Regions from separate parts of the Zea mays genome. Here region 1 is linked to region 2. Evidence: chromatin contacts called from public Hi-C data. All regions are on one chromosome and are shown on one strand. Each heading gives the region's core, a stretch centred on a gene start, on an enhancer-like site or on the middle of the called end of the contact. The rest is flanking DNA. Distances are from core to core; before and after follow the strand shown. Region 1 has its middle 34 kb from the start of LOC100279146. Region 2 holds the start of LOC100502511 (B3 domain-containing transcription factor NGA2).

Region 1 (5,730 bases), core at 1,181-3,680, 47 kb after region 2:
GTGTAATGTCCCTGACACTCGGCAAAGAAGCACGCTTTGCCGAGTGCCACCTGGGACACTCGGCAAAGAACCTGACATGGGGACCCTCTCTCGCGGGTTCTTTGCCGAGTGTCCCAGGTGGCACTCGGCAAAGATTGAGTCTTTGCTGAGTGCTGTCGGTAGGCACTCGGCAAAGGTAACTCCTTTGCCGAGTGTCACCGGAGACACTTGGCAAAGAAGCCGTCTCCGTCACCCAACGCCGTAACGGCTGCTTTTCTTTGCCGAGTGTCCCCTGGCACTCGATAAACCTCTTTGTCGAGTGCCCGAGAAAAAGTACTCGGCAAAGAAGGCTTTGCCGATGCATTGTGTGCCGAGCCTTCTTTGCCGAGTGTTTTTAAGGCTTTGCCGAGTGCTTCAGGCACTCGGCAAAGGAGGCGATTCCGGTAGTGCATCTTCCGCACATCACTTCTTAGACGGATTTGGTGTATCCTGCCATATCCACAATGTTGCTATCGCGTACCATTACTGCACTCGACCATGTACTACGCCAGACTGGACCCGTGCTTGGCTCATGGTTGTACGATTTTCATGGGTGGCCATTCCACAAATCGATCCTTAAAAATAGGATTAGGTGATAAACACAACCATGGAAACTACTAGTAACCTCAGACATAGTTTCTGAACTACCGATAATCCTAAACATAGCTCTCCTCGAATTACCATTAACCCTGAACATAATCTACATCTTCATGTTACATAAACCCAAAGCCAACATTTTCATGTTACATAAAGATTACTTGACTAGATGGAGCAAATTATTCAAACTAAACTTTATATGAAATTAAGCAATTCTACTCATAACAGAAAGAAATAACAATTATTAGAAGGAATTTTATGGAAATTCTAATATAACATATAATTATGTACACGTTCATTGACACAACCGTGCAATTTTGCAACAAAAACACTTATCAAATAGGATCAACATGATCAAGGACACTTGCCTCTTTTTAAAGAACAATTATTTAGAAACTCCATCGTTTGTCTTATGCGTAATAAGCAGCTAAAAAATCAATATAGGTACAACTAAGAATAGTATATTGGTTAAAATAAATAATTTGTAAGCACACATTAAGAGGCGAGGCTCACTTATATGATCATGTTGGTGGCACAAAAACAAGGAACAAGCTACAATGATGTTTCTCGACGAAGGAACATTTCTTGGCTTCTGTAAAAGATCATGAAAACACGAATAAGAACGAAATTAGATTATTTCAGAATGAAACTTGATATATACAATGAAGGCTAGAATCTCACCAAAGAAGAGTTGTATCACATGAGAAGAGAATAAGATCTAGAAGAGAGCCACAAACAAAGCAGATATCTCAACACAAGCACCTTTGTCCAAGAGGACCAGAGATATGCAAATTTTATTGTTGATAGTACATATTCACTATCAAGGGATGTAGAAGCGACCCATTGGCCCGCTACGTATAAGCCACCGCAACTCCTTAATATGATGGGCAATCTGACCCGAAATAGTTTATCATTAGACATGAAACCACCCTTACTTCCTTCAGTACTAGCCAAATCATTCATCATGGCCGCAAGATACATAGCTCAAACCTGGTATTTCTTCCTTCTCCGGGGTTGATCAACACCTCAAGAGCTAGCTAGTTGATCACTAGCTTTCAATTAGTATTGTTGGTGATGCTGATTAGAGTAGTATATTAAATTAAAGATCAGGTATTTTTAAGTGTTATAAAAGTTGTGTAAGTTTTATCTTTTATCACACTCACATGACACGTACATAAGGATGAACATGGAGAATCCTAGAATTAGTCGTGTTGAGATTAATACAGTAAGCCAATGTGTGATATACTGATATAACCTGCATATATAGATGTTGTCCTCCAGCCGGCCAGTTTCTAATAAACATCAAGCAGCACAAATGCCAAACAAATGGAAAACATCCACGTACAGACCTCATGCACTACGTATCCATGTACGTACACCCAGTGCAATGCGATGCAACTTTCGCTGCTGCTAAAAAGCTTCTCTCCATGGTACTTCTGCTGATCGTGGAGAAAGCAATCGAGAAGACCGGCGTGCAAGCACGCACTCTTAGACGGGACAAACCGGACGGCTTTGTGCAGACGCGCGCACATACATGCACGCGCTGTACATGTACTACTCCAGTATCATTTGAACTTTTTTGCATGGGAGGATCTATCTCTCAAGTTTTTTTTCTCGTCTTTTTCAGCAGGGAACACATGACTTTAAAGGCCAAAATGATGGGCGGCCGCAGCCGCGGCCGGGCTCCTTTGCAAGTACGTAGAGGCCCATGTAGCTACAGCTCGCTCGTTTGCTTCACGCCCCAGCCCCAAGGGAGAAAGAGGTGTCAGCTGCACTGCATGCGATGCGATAGTGAGCAGGTGCATGGCATGGCACTGCTGCTCACACATTCATGCCGTCACACAGACCCATGCATGCATGCACTCTGAAGCAGCTAGCATAGGTAGCTTTGGGCCAAATTCAGCGGCGATGCATGCATGGCAGCAGGAGTACGTACTACTGATTCCAATCCAGCACCACCTGGGCACACCATCAATATAATTGGAAGCACGCCAGCCACACAACAGTACGATTACTTGACATTTATCATGCATATATATATATATACTATTTGGCGATATGCATGGTGGCGCTACGTAGTACGTAGTAGTACTGTGCGTGATCAGTACGCGTAGATGCGTGCATGCATGCATGCATGCTGTTCGCACTTATTTGGCGCCATGGACAGCACTGGCAGTTATTTAATTATGATGAGCAGGCCGGTGCAGGACTGCTGGATCGATGCTTGGCATCTTCAGAGGCTTCTAATTCCACACCTGACACACATGCATCATGATGTTTAAGCTTTTCCTCCCAAAACTGTTGGACGGTGTACACGCAGACAAAAAGCCTCACGATGCTTCTATATATTCTACGCATATTATTATGTGATATAGTAACCTACCTCTTCAGGGTTGTGTGTGCATTGGTAGCTGCTAGTGTGCCTCCAATTAGCTTCATACTAAATTCGAACTTCTCCAATTTTGTTCGAATCCTTATTACTTCTATCTAAGGCCCTGAATTGATACCTGCAATTTCAAAAAAAAACGTACATTATTTCGTGGATAGTGTAATGAACTAATTCGAAACTGCAAATTTGGAGCGAAATTTGGAAAATTAGGAAGTACATTTTAGGTACGTAAATGGAAGGACGTATATGGGCATCGTCGGGCATGGGCGAGACTGGTGGGGTGGGAGAGGCAAAATCTGATGGCGGCCAAAGAGAAGGGGTAGCAGCCTTTTGCTATCATATAGAACATGCATACAAAACAAAAGGCACTTTCTTTTCTCAGAGCGACAGGCAGGCTCTTTCCTCGACCGATCCCCTCATCGTCTCCGACCGATCCCCCCCTCCCTCCTTGCACATCGCATGCATGCTTGCATGGTGGCGCTACACTTTCTGATCTGTCGACCCCGGCCCCGCGCCGGTCCATGCATCCACCCTTTGCATTGCTTGGAAGTTGGAACGGCGTACTGATCGATCTGTAGCAAGCATGCTGTGAGGAAAGGAAACGACGTGCAACGTGTCTCTTAAAGCCCGTCTCTATGATGTCAATTTCGTAAAAGAAAAAAACACCCCAGCGACGCTAGGGGATGGGGTTTGGTTGGCGCCGTCTCGCGAGGCGATGATGGAGATGTCCCTTTGTCCGAGGCAGAGACTCCTCCAGCAGCGTTGTACAGGTCGGCAGCGTCGCCAAAGTTCCAAACCGAGGGAGCGGATCCGATGCGCATGCGAGGGTTCCAATTTTGGCGCGCGTTGAGAGAAATCTTGCGTCCAATCATAGCCCGCCGGTTTCATCGCCTTCGCTCACTCCGATATCGTCTCCCTCCATCATCCTTTCAACGCCTGCGGCCTGCGCCGTGATGTCTTCTCCCATCGTCATGTTGAGATGTCGGGCTCCTCTCTTCTAAGGAGGAGCAACGAAGTCCACACACATCCAGAAAGAGCAAGGGCGCCTCCTCTCTTCGCTTCACGCCGCCTGTGGATTCGTCTCCTCCTTGCACAGTGGCCGCAGTCCGGCCATATGGAGCCCTCTCGCTGCTCATCATTTTCGTAGACGCGCCCGTCGGAGGGCTCATGGGCCTCTGCCTCAGTGGACTACTTGTGTCATCTACTGAGTTCTGAGGGCAGTAGCCATCATCGAACTGCCAGCAAAAGCCGGTCATTTTGTTTTCGTCTGCAAGTTACATGAACATAAGTGCACGTATAGATGGATTGGATGATATGTACGTCCTAAGATAGTTCTATAAAAACTGCTCGTTCTCAATTCCGAAAAATAAGTACTCCTTGCTCTGAATCAAATATATATACTACCTGTTCTAAATTTTCAAATATACGTATAGACTGCTCGTATGTTCTGGACTATATACAAGTTTTGATATCACTACCGGACACAGCTTCTTTGTCGAGTGTCGTCCTTTGCCGAGTGTCTGCGATCTGGCACTCGGCAAAGATTTTTTTAAAATATTAAAATATTCTTTGTCGAGAGTGTCCTTTGCCGAGTGCCAGCTGGATGACACTCGGCAAAGAATCTTTTATAATCCTTTGTCGAGTGTCTCCCTGCTGGCACTCGGCAAAGCATGCTTTTTTGCCGAGTGTCATTTGTGGACACTCGGCAAATTATTTTTTATTTTCCCTACCAAATTTTTTGTGGTATGTTCCTACACTATATAGACCTACATGTACCATTTTGGGACAATTAGAAAATTGTTTTCTATAGCTAGTAGATTTAGTTTTTTTATTTGAATTTCTTCGAAAAACTCACATTTGAACTGCAGGTCACTCGAAACTTGGAAAACTGTGCATGCAAAAATAATATCCATTCTACTTAGCACAAGTTACGACCGATTTCAGGATCGGACCGGAAACTTCGAGCACCATGCTAACTCAACATGGCCGTGAACTTGCCACACAGCTGTTTAAAAAATTTATAAAACACAAACAAACTTAGAAAATCATGAAACTTGTCCACATGTCATGATATCATATGTAGAGTCCGTGATAAAAAATTTAGAATGTTTGGAGAAAGTTGTGAGACATTATGTGTAGAAACCTAAGAGAACCACACATGAAATCATAGAGTTTCAATGTGGATCTCTTAGGTTTGTACACATAGTGCGTTACAGCTTTCTCGAAACTTTTTCAATTTTTTATCACAGTCTCTACATATGATATCATGACACATGGACAGGTTTCATGATTTTCTGACTTTGTTTCTGTTTTATACAATTTTTAAACACCTGGATGACAAGTTCACGGTCATGTTGAGTGAGCATGGTGCTCGAAGTTTTCGGTCCGCTCCTGAAATCGGTCATAACTTGTGCTAAGTAGCATGGATATCATTTTTGCATGTACGGTTTTTCAAGTTTCGAGTGACCTGCAGTTCAAATCTGAATTTTCCAAAGAAATTCAAATAAACAAACTAAATGTACTAGCTATAGAAAACACTGTTATAATTGTCCCAAAATGGTACATGTAGGTCTACATAGTGTAGGAACATACCACAAAAAGTTTGGTGACCAAAATAAAAAAATAAAAATATGCTTTGTCGAGTGTCTACATAGGACACTCGGCAAAGACTCTCTTTGCCGAGTGCCAGATACTTGACACTCGGCAAAGACTGACGGCCGTCAGTT
Region 2 (4,902 bases), core at 236-2,735:
GCGGCAGCGAGAACGGGCGCGGCTGGGGCGGCGGCGCGTGATGAGGAGGCATCCTGGCCGAGCCGAAAAACAGGAGCTGCCTCCCCACGGTCGGCGCGGGGTAGGTCGTCGTCATGCTGCGGAAGTCGAGGCCCTGTCTGAGGCGGTGCTCGTAGAGCGTGGCGGGCGGCGAGGGCGGCATGAAGAATCCGCCGCCGCCGCCGCCGCCGCCGCCGAAGCCCCACGGGCTGTAGTGGTGGGGCCCGCCGTAGTGCGACGACGGCAGCGGCATCGGCAGCGCGAGGCCGGAGAAACGAAGCGGGCCGCGGGTGTCGACCCGGCGCTTCCAGTCGATGAAGAGGCGGTGGCGCGCGTCCTCGGCGGCGGCGCGGGAGAAGGAGACGGTGTCCCCGGCGACGAGGCGCTTCTCCTTGACGAAGCGGCTCCAGCCCTTGGTCATGACGTAGCTCTGGCTGCTGTTCCAGTAGGAGTAGCGGAAGCGCCAGTGCTTGCCGGCGCTGTCCTCGAAGCTGAGGAGGAGGCCCTTCTCGTTGGCCGCCGCGTCCAGCGGGAAGTACTTCTCCGCGTACTGCTTCGGGATCACCAGCCGGTTGAGCTTCCCCACGTCGCTCGGCGTGACCACCTTGTCGAACATGTGCTCCTTCTCCACCGCCTCCGCCTCCGCGTCCGCGTCCGCTGGGCCGCCGCTCCCCGACGCTCCGGCGGCATCCCCCGACGCGGAGGCGGAGCGGAAGGGGGCGCTGCTGCTTCCCGATGCACACGCGGATGCGCTGGTGGAGGCGGACGCGGACGCGGAAGCAGCCGCCGAAGATGACGAGGCCGCAGCCGGCGGCATGAAGGAGATCTCGCGCATGGAATTGGACGCATCCTCCTGCTCCTCGTCCGCCTCCTCCTCTCTAGAGAACCTCCCGCTCGCGGCGAACTGGTCCATATAGGCACTACCTACCTACCTACCACTTGCTTCCTCTGGTATTTCTTGCTCGCTCGCTCTCGCTCCTCCCTTGGTCCCGCGCGCCACCTGCTTCTTCCCTCCCTCCTCCACTGGGCACTGGCTGCGCTACCTATCTGACTAGCTAGCTAGGTTCTGCTGCGATGACAGCCGCTGGAGATAGCTGGGAGCTGGCCCAGAGAAGAGAGGCATGCACTGTTGCCCAGCGCAAACGCCACCGCCGCCACTATAGGTCAGTAGAGCGGGATCGGATCTACCTATGTATGCGTGTAGTATGCAGGCTCGGCGTTGCTGTTGCTTGCTACTACTCTGGAGTGTGAGGCCTGCTGCCTGAAGGGCGAGGGGGAAGAACGAAGGACGGGAAGAAGAATTAGGCCGCCCGCAGGCGTCCACATTGACGGCTAGGCGCACAGCGCGGCGGACGACGTCTTTGGGTTTGGGATGTGGCCAGATGGATGGGGATGGGGAATTGGGGATGGGGACGGAGACGGAGACGCGGATTAGACGGTGGTGCTCGTTAGTTGCTGGGTGCCTGCCTTGCTTCCTGGGTGGTTGTGATGAGCGAGGTTAATTTGTGGCTGTGGGCTGTGGCTGAGGCGCTAAGCTTGTGCCCTCATGCACTGCACCAGCGCGGCGGGTGTGCTGTGCTGTGCTGTGGCATGGCATGTGGGTGTGTGTTCCTTTGGCACGGGCACAGGGGCAGGGGAGAGGGCGACTGCGCAAGAAGATTCCTGGAAGGCGACGAGTGCCTAGTAGACTGTGGGACTGGGAGTGGAAGTAGTAGCTGCTGCAGTGCCGCCTTTGCCGTATTTTTTGCCCGCAAGCTTCCCCCATTCGGCCAATTCCCTCCCTTCCATCACTGTGTCGCAGTGGCTGCTGCTACAGGCACAGTTCAGGCTTCCAGCTCAAACGAGGAGCTCGTCCCCTCCTGGATGTTTCTTTTCTTCTTCAAACTTCAAAGTGTGTTTTCACTGGATAGAAAACGTCTCCGTCCGCTCGTAGAAAAGCAAACGTGCGTACAGTACTGTAGAGGGAGACGGAGCAGGAAAGTGGGGTGTACTGTAGTAGTAGATAGCTTTATAAAGGGACGGAGGCCAGGGGGGGGCCCATGACTTCCGTTGGGGTTGGGCTCATGTGAGCGATCGTCCTTGTCACCATGCATATATACGGGTATCAAATATCGCACGCCACGCCTGCCTACGGCTTTGGCTGCCGGAGGGGATATATACCCGCTGCTGCTCTAGGGCGTAGACCTAGCTCCTAGGCTGGCCCCCAATAGATACCGTCTCCATCCAAGGGATTTCAAGAGCCCACTTGCAGTTGCAGGGTCCGAGTCCGATGTGAAATGGAAGTGTGGATTCGGACGGCTTCGAGCACAAAAGTTTTACTTGCGTGCTAAATTCTTCGTGCCTTGTTCGTATATAACCAGTTTACACGTGTTGAAGTATATTAGAATAAAAATTAAGTTATTTTTTTACTTCCACACATACATATTAACATAGCAAAAATTAGGTTATTTTTTTACTTCAACACATACATATTAACAAGATCTCAAACAACAATCTATATACTACTCTATTTGAAACTTAATGTGAGCACCTGTGCTAGCACGACTTCACCTTTTCCCACGTCTAGCACCCACAAAAAATAGTGTAAAGCTAGCGCTCGAACCACTCGAATCTACACCCCTCTATTTAAGAAATTTGGGGCTAACCACTAGACTATATATATCTTAGTATTTAGAAATAAATAATAATTATATTTGTAGCCTAGACGCTTCTTCCCCACGCTCCCCCCGACTCGTGGCAATGCACTGCATGCATGTAAGACCTTGGCAAATCTCTCATGAGTTGCTGGTGTCTGTAAGTGATATATTTATATAATTCGAATTCGTCATTTATTGTGTACAATTATTCTCACTATAATATTTCGTACTATATGCAGAATGTATAAGACATAAAACAGACACGTCCTTTAATTAATATTGGATCCATTGTCCACATGTTGTACATGAAGGAAATAGTTTGTGATTTTAAAAAGAAACCAGAAAAATAACATTTAGCTAGGTTCTTAAATAAACAAACAACATGACATGACAACTATAATCTTCTCTTACAACTTTTAATTAATTAGTTATATAATATCGTATACACATTTTACTTTTGTTTACTCTATATTGAGTGCAATTAATGAGGTACGACTTCTGTTTATATAAACATGAAGCTTTTATTTGATACTAACTATGGATGATCCATCATTACACAAGCAGCGTAGTTGACTTCGACCCCACATTAATGAAAGACAGAGTAGCAAAACATGATAGAAAATTTGATGTAGTAATTTCGGTCATCACACTATGCCTAGCTAGACCTTCATTTTCGACCCCATTAATGAAAGACAAAGAGTACCAAAACATGATAGAAACATGACTAGTCTGGTATGGGTACTCAAACGTGTGCTCGAATGTGTTACGCCATGCTTCTAGTTCAAGTAAATCCGGTTTTCGACGATTTTACATGGGCCGACTAAGTTGGAGGACCCGTTTTACTAGTTTTTTTAGTTCGATGATCCAATTGACACAATATATCAAGTTTGAGGACCGCTACTGCATTTTATTCTTTTAGAATGGAACACTGAGGAGAGCGCAGTTAGTTGCCAAAACTTCCGAGGGATGTATATAACGATGATGGGCGGCCATCAATTTTACTGACTTATTTGTACTCCGTACTCGTTGATAAACATACGGCTGGCCAGTTGTTTGTTCCTCGTATTAGACTAGTATAATTAAGTTCGTTCACTTTCAGGTAGATATATATAATTCCAGTTTGTGAATTGGAGTTAGATACTGCTAAACTGGGCTACTTTGTGCCACGTTGCAAATAAATTGCTGATGTATAGCACGTACTGGGACATCATTATTGCCCACATTCTCATATCCTGTTTAAGCTGACTGAAGGCCAGCAAATTGGAGCTAGCTAGCTAGCATCAAGGCCCGTCTTGCATTGGTCCCTGCAGGTGACTATTGAAGGGAGATCATGTGGTTTGCTTCTGCATATATCATGCATATATAAGGGCCGGGGCATGCTTTACATCTCTCCAGAAATAGTGTGATGGGCCGGTGGATTTTGCTTCTGTACGAAAAGATAGCAAAATCTTTTGCTTTACTGTAATAATAACAACATTATTATTAGAAGCTAGAGGCTCAGACGCTCAGATTCAAGGAGAGATCGGTGTATTTTGTCTTTTGCGCTGTCCTTAGATGCATCGTTCGATAGTTGGCCTCTAGTAGTTACCTGTTGCTACAATTAATATATCTTCAGAGAAACAGTTGGTACGTACGTGTAGGAATAGGATGTGTGCGCCTTATGGCCTGTAGAATAATACAGGAAGCCAAAATGTATATCTTTATTGTGTCCGTACTACTGGGTCCGCACTAGTAGCGAGCTAGCTATATATACAACAGGGTTCGAATCCCATGAAGATAAGTGGGGCAAATTCATCAAGCGTAGTTTAGTTCTGCATAACTTTCCTACTACGTACATATATATACAGAGAAACTACAAGTGGGTAGCAACTTCATAGTTATTGCTGATGATAGACCCTAATTGTCTAGGAAACAGTAAACATCGGCTACTATAGCTACTTGGTCATTGTATACTGTGAAAGACACATAGATAATGATAATTAATTACGTCAGTACGTACTAGTACAATAAATTACCATTATCTATATATATTTTAGTTTGAATATAGTATTTTTACAATGTTATTAGACAAGTATTTGCAAAAGCTAGCACGCTGGTCAAGTATTAGCAAAAGTCACTCTGTTTTACCCAAAGTAGCTAAGCTGCAGGGACATTCTCCCTCCCCTCGCTCGTACTTAGCTTTTTAGCTGTCTTCTTTTTTGAGATGGGTCTTTGTTTCCTAGCATTTTAATTAAACATGCAAATTAAA

What was found. A called contact is a pair of places that touch in the nucleus more often than the background predicts.
Region 1: a contact with region 2 is called in a Hi-C map of tassel, with 1.7 times the contacts expected there. The contact joins the enhancer-like site here to the promoter of LOC100502511 in region 2. A contact is called at or near these places in 8 of 25 Hi-C or Micro-C datasets (ear, leaf and tassel) and 1 of 3 datasets of contacts at active chromatin or transcription factors (leaf).

What each region holds. Positions count from the first base shown.
Region 1 is chr5:204,630,516-204,636,245 of Zm-B73-REFERENCE-NAM-5.0, forward strand. No RefSeq gene overlaps it. Among protein-coding and RNA genes, the nearest start is that of LOC100279146, 34 kb to the right of the region's middle. Within about 2 kb of position 2,431, at least 9 of the 20 cell types and tissues checked have an H3K27ac peak or open chromatin away from gene starts, as enhancers often do. A contact at or near this core is called in ear and tassel, where this site is marked.
Region 2 is chr5:204,584,714-204,589,615 of Zm-B73-REFERENCE-NAM-5.0, forward strand. LOC100502511 (B3 domain-containing transcription factor NGA2) reads right to left here and starts at 1,486. Exons shown (of 1, transcript NM_001196989.1): 1 at 1-1,486. The coding sequence starts at 931.